Regions from separate parts of the Mus musculus genome. Here region 2 is linked to region 1. Evidence: chromatin contacts called from public Hi-C data. All regions are on one chromosome and are shown on one strand. Each heading gives the region's core, a stretch centred on a gene start, on an enhancer-like site or on the middle of the called end of the contact. The rest is flanking DNA. Distances are from core to core; before and after follow the strand shown.

Region 1 (3,053 bases), core at 342-2,841:
ACACAAACATGCACAGAGATAACTAGCTTTAACAAAGAAATAAAGCATACATGAAAAAAATTACCATTTAAATACTGAATCACCCTGTTTCAAAAACCTAAAGATAATCTTCACTTGTCATATACATATGACAAGATTTTATCATCAATTTAAAACAAAAAATATGAAATTAGTTTAAAAAATTTCTATTTCTCAGAACTAAAAACTCTTACAAATGCTATCATATCACTACAAACACATTCACAGTAAGTTAAGAGATAAAAAAAAAAAAACTCAAGGGAAACTAGTGTGGACTAAATGAAGATGCAGAAGAAACGAGTAAGCAGTGTTCAGGGCCACCAATGCAACATGGATAAGATTAACAAGAAATGGGTGGCTCCCTTTTCTCTTACTTAAGAATGTGTCTGCCTCTTCTGAAGAAGAGAAACAAGGCTGCCAATTTAAATCCTGCTGGGACAGTTAGCACAATTCTCTAAGCATATCTGATAGTATGAAAAGGGCAAATACAAGAGCAAAGGCTCAAATCAACAGGTGATAAAAAAATAGTTAATGGACATAAACAAGATTTAAGACTCTATACTTTGTTTTAGCATGATCCTCTATAAAGCTACTAAAATACTGCTATAAAGTATACTGGATGCTCTTACCACACCACAGCAGTTTTGTTTTGTTTTTTTTTTTTTTTTTTGGGGTGGGGTGGGGTGGGGTGGGGTGTATTGAGACGGGGTAGCTCTGGCTAGTCTGGAACTCACTATGTAGATCAGGCTGGCTTCAAAAATCTTAGCGATCCACCTGTTTCTGTCTCTTCAGTGCTAGGATTAAAGTCATGTGCCACAATACCCAAGCATAATTTTTATTATTATACAATGTTCTCATACTTTGGTGGATTTATGTCAGGACTAATTATCATCCCTGTTCTTAGCAAAGCACATCATTTCTTCTAAGGGAAAGCTACAGAGGCCTAAGTCGTATACATAAATATAATCACGGCTATGACATGCATCATGATGTCCTGCACAATACAAGCTCCATCAAGTCTGCGTGTTCTTTGGTAATCAAAGTCTCCAAAGTTACCTGACGTTGTCATGATGAGGATTAGAAGTGGCGGCAGCTGACCCACCACGCAACACAGGTCTAGGGCAGGTTTTTGCAGAAGACACAAGACAGAATCAGGAAACAGAGAAATACGAAAATAAAGCAAAAACAAGACAAATAAATGTCAGATAGGATTATATTGTATGCTTTAGTACAATATAATATCCCTCAAATGCTTTGAAAATCCTTATTTTCTTATGTCTTCCCCATTTTAAATAATTTTAACACTTCATAATTTTAAAAAGAGAGAAAAACATGACGGAATAGCACCAACATATCTATATGGTGCTATTTAAAAAATGTAATTCCTCTTTTCCAATTGAAAAATAAAACCACTAGCAACTTTAACAGCATATCCAGACCTGTTAGTAGCACCTGCATGATCATGGTTGCTCATAAATATAAACTAGGCATTTAAAGGAATACCCACTGCCCACAATCCCTTCCCTCTAGCTTCATTAATCTGATTAGTCAGATAAGCTTTAATGTCTTAAAGCAGCTGTGTCTCATCCCAACACTGAGCTGCAAACAGATGGTGAGACTACAGACATGCAGTCACTCTGTGAGTGCGTGTGTGGAGCCTGAGACAACCAGGAGTGACATACAGGGCTGCTGCATGAGGGCCAAGGTGCACTGGAAAACTTTGTGGGGCTCGTCATTTCGTCTCAGTACACGCACTGCTGAGAGAGGACATCAGCTCTACCTGAGTCAGCTGGAACCCTTCCAATTAAATTTGCTAAAAATCAACAGATTCTAAATCAATGTTTACTAATCAGAAAGATGAGAAGGTCCATGGATTAGGGATATTCTCTAAGTACCTGATCAGGTTGCCTCAATCTAAGTATAATGACAATCATCACAGGATCTAGAAACACATTCCTGTCTCTTTCTGACATAGTTACAGCTGTAGAATATAAACTATTTTCCTTTCTGTTTTTAATTCTTTCTTTTTCTTCTTCTTTTTCTTTTTTGACACAAGGTCAAATTTAGCACAGTTTGGTCTTAAGTTCTGTGGAACTGAGGAAGCCTCGGGCAGTTCTGACCCTCCCGCCTCTATAACCCTACTTCCTGTGGTGCCGGGGATCAAAGCGAGGGCCTGTTCACTCCTAATCAAGCACTTCACCTAATTTACAAATCTAAAATGACTTCAAAACAAACCAACTCAGTTAATAAAGGAAACATTTAACATTGAGTTTCTATATGCTCTGGAGTGACTACCATTACTTCGGGATATTTCTGGAGCCCAGAATACAAGGGATTAAGAAACCCGAGGGGGAGAAAGGCTTGGCTCATCCTGCTTGCTATAGACCATGGATGAATTGCATATCTTTTTTAAGATAGGTTTTAAAGTCTTACTAATGTCTAGTTTGCGAAATAAGGAAAACTATTACACTGCAGTTAAGTTATAAAAATATAAGAATGGCCAATGAAATGAAGCCATTTCTGTGTGCTTCAAGTTTTTTTAAAAGTATGTCTTAATAGGGCCAAAATGATCTGTCATATTGACTGTACTCCACCACAGAGATTTCCTTTACAAATGCAGAGCGAGAAAACAATACAGTTACCTTTCATAACGTATCTCATTTTGTCTTCTCACACTGGCAATTGATACATATAATATAAAAGTAAATTAGACAGATATTTGGAAAAATTAGAAACTTCATTCAAGCACCAGTTTCTACCATAAGAGTGATTCAATGTTAAAAGAAATTGTTCAATAGTGTATCTTGTAATTAGAATCACAAGGGAAGAAAATCTAAGGCTACCCAATTTTTTTTTAAGGCTATACAATTTAATTTGTATACTGACATTTCTGATTAAGTAAATGATCTAAATTAAAGGAATGCAATTCTTTTCTACAAAATTATCAACTATTACAGTAATTAAACAGGTTTATTGGAGGATCAAGAATTAAACATTTCTAAGAAGTTATAGCAGACACTGTATGAACTGTAGTC
Region 2 (3,053 bases), core at 359-2,858, 93 kb before region 1:
ACCACCCAAAATAATGTTATACTCATGAAGAACCAAAGATGCCTCCTTGCCCAAATTCAAAATGGAAGGGTGTCTGGGGGAATAGTGAATTATTGGCCATGTCAACATCCTTCAACTTTTTACAAAATTTCCTACGTGTTATGTACATTGCTATTAATATAATAAAAAATTTTGGGAGGGCCCAGGAAAAGGTTCAGCCTGTAAAAGTGAACCCAGGTATACAAAACATGCACACGTGTCCCCACACTGCGACATGCACGGTAATATTTTTTAAGACCCAAGGAATATTAACTACCAGATCATTAAAAATGCATTGAATTCAAGATAACCAGAAAATAATTGCATCTAATCAGTTCCAGAGTCACCTGCAACCTTTCCAAGTGAAATTTCACAAGAACAAAAATTCCCATCACAACACAGCTTAAACAGAGAGGCCTAGACATGCCATCTGAGTAATTTCAGGCGGTCACCTCCATCTCCTTTCTCAATATTGTCTTCCCAGTCCCCATTTCTCCAGACAGATAGGACACTTGGGTTCTGATACAGAAATCTCATCGAGCTCCATCCTTATTTTGAAGCGCACAACTCCTGATTACCCTTTTCCAGTAAAACTTTCCCCAACTGAGGACACTTGGAGCCATGCAGCCACAACCCTCGTGCTTTTGCTGCCTCCCCGCCTCACGTAATTAATCCTCTAGGGAGAACTTTTCTCCTGGGATTCACACCTCAGCCATCAAGACCTATTAACGCCCCCCGCCCGCCCCCAACACGCCCCAGCTACCTGAGTGCTGTGGACCGGAGGAAGATCCCCAGCTTTCTGCGTCCCTGCTCTCACCCTCCCCACCAGCTCCGCGGCACCGAGCAGAGGCCGGGCCCCCCAACCACGGAGCTGCGGGTCGCACAAAGGCCCCGCACCGCCCTCCCGGGGATGCTCCCCGCCTGCGCCCCCCGAGGCGCGGCCACGCCCGCTGAGCGGCGGGAAGCCGGGATGCTCCGCCGGGCCGGCCGCTGGCTGACCCCGACCCCACCCACGCCCCACCCACGCCGGCCACCCCAAGGCTGGACCCTCGCCCGGCCAAAGAGCAAGAGCATCTCCGGCCCCCAAGGCCTAGGCTGGCCGCATCCCCAACGGGCCCCGCCGCCACGGCCCGGTACCCACGACCCCCGTCCGCACTCACAGGCTGCCGGAGCAGGAGGTGCACACGAACGAGCCGACCGTCATGTTCACGTAGGTGGGGCCGCGCTGGTCGCAGTCGAAACACTTGCGGTTGTGCGGCAGCCCCGTCATGTCCCGCAGCATCTTCAGGTGCTTCTCCTCCTGCTTCCGCTTCGCGCTGGCCGCCATGGCCGCGGCTCCGACCGAGGAGGCCGGCAGGGCCGGGAGCCGGCGGCGCTGCCGGGGCCCCGCGCTCCCTTCCCACGGGCCGCCCTGGCCGCCGCCGCCTCCGCCCTCGCGGACTCCGGTCTCGGCCTCCGCTCGGCTCCGCCGGGCAGGACAAGGCGAGGAAGCTGCGCAGCACGCGCCGACCGGTCACACCAACCGGCCGGGCGGGACAACCGCCACCGCCGCCGCTGCCACCTTCCCGACTTCTCCTAAGGGGGAAAGACGAGGTGGGGGGCGGGGGGAGCGGCAAGAGGAGACCGGCCTCGGGCAGCCGGGGGCCAAGTGCAGGCTGGCGCCCTCTGCTGGCCGGGAGGAGTCACTGCGGCCACGCTGCGGCAAGGGTCGGAGCTGGGCGGGGTAGAGAAGACACAATGGTGTCAATAAATTACAGCCCTTATCCGCTGGGTGCCTGTACGTGCAAAGAGCTTCGTGTAAGCAGGCTATCTTCCTCCAGGCAGAAATGTTCCCGGCAGCTTCCCGCTGCTTTAGGAGACACTCCAAATTCTTCCCTTACAGAATCTAGCCTAGTCGCCTTCTTCCAAGTCATCCCCATTCACTCCGCTACTCTAGACTTAAATTTGTATGGTGCACTGGGATAAATTTACGACGGTATTTACCTGCCGAAGCCAGAGTTCCAACATAGTCCAACTGCAACACCCACCTTTTGAGGCTGCAGGAAATCACTGCTAGCCCCTAAGACACTGGTTCGGGTGGGGGTGGGGGTGTTGAACAACCCTCTCAGAGGGGTCACCTAAGACCATCGGGGAACACAATTTACATTACTATTCATAACAGTAGCAAAATTACAGGTATGGAGTACCAATGGAAATAATTTTGTGGTGGGGGGTCACCACAACGTGAGGAACTGTATTAAAGGGTCGCAGCAGCATTAGGAAGGTAGAGAACTCCTGCGGTAAGGTATGAGAAACCATCTGTACCTTCATTTCTCAAAGGAGTGTGGGGAGGCTCAAAAACTGAGTTACCGAATACTGTCCCAGCCCCCACTGCAAATGGAGTAGTTTTCACAAGAGGAGAATTCAAGTTTCCTAGCTGAAAATGCTGAGTCAGCCCCGGGGAACCATCGGGTTAACTTAACATTATTATAATAGTAAATGGCATTATTATTAAAGGGGGGCAGATAGGATGGCTAGTGTTTCTGAACTGTTTCCTACATGAGAAATTTAACTATCCCTAGGATCCAGAGTTCATCTTCAACAACTATCAGCTCATGTCTCTTCTTGCTTTATTGATCCCCTTGCCCAATATCATATTTATCTTAAAATAAACCCACTTATTACTAATATATATATATATATATTTCAGGACTGAGACTGTAGCTCAAAGGCAGAGTGGTTACTATGTATAGGCAGGCCCTGGTTTTATCCCTAGCCCAAGAAAAGTAAAAACTCCCTCTTCCTCTCCCCCTTTTCCTTCCCCCCTCCCTCCCCCTCCCTCTCTCTCTCTCTCTCTCTCTCTCTCTCTCTCTCTCTCTCTCTCTCTCATCTCTCCTTTTCTTTCCTCCCCTCCCTCTCATGTAACTACAGTACAGCTAGCATACAGAGAAAGTTAGGACTAATTCTTTGACAGTCATCAAATGTCCTGCCGCTGTTGAAGTTAGTGCTCAGATCATTATTTTTTTTTAATTACTACTTTCCCTTGACCGGTTAGT

What was found. A called contact is a pair of places that touch in the nucleus more often than the background predicts.
Region 2: a contact with region 1 is called in a Hi-C map of rod photoreceptor, with 1.7 times the contacts expected there. The contact joins the promoter of Agfg1 here to the enhancer-like site in region 1. A contact is called at or near these places in 4 of 39 promoter capture datasets (the 3T3-L1 cell line, fetal liver, hippocampal neurons and 1 more), 3 of 484 Hi-C or Micro-C datasets (cortical neurons, rod photoreceptor and uterus) and 3 of 9 other capture datasets (adipose tissue, liver and pancreatic islet).

The regions. Positions count from the first base shown.
Region 1 is chr1:82,745,164-82,748,216 of GRCm38.p6, reverse strand. Mff (mitochondrial fission factor) reads right to left here. Exons shown (of 9, transcript NM_029409.3): 7 at 1,075-1,134. Among named protein-coding and RNA genes, the nearest start is that of Gm39668, 4.7 kb to the right of the region's middle. Within about 2 kb of position 1,591, at least 4 of the 459 cell types and tissues checked have an H3K27ac peak or open chromatin away from gene starts, as enhancers often do. A contact at or near this core is called in rod photoreceptor, where this site is marked.
Region 2 is chr1:82,838,015-82,841,067 of GRCm38.p6, reverse strand. Agfg1 (ArfGAP with FG repeats 1) reads right to left here and starts at 1,608. Exons shown (of 13, transcript NM_001368850.1): 1 at 1,179-1,608. The coding sequence starts at 1,345.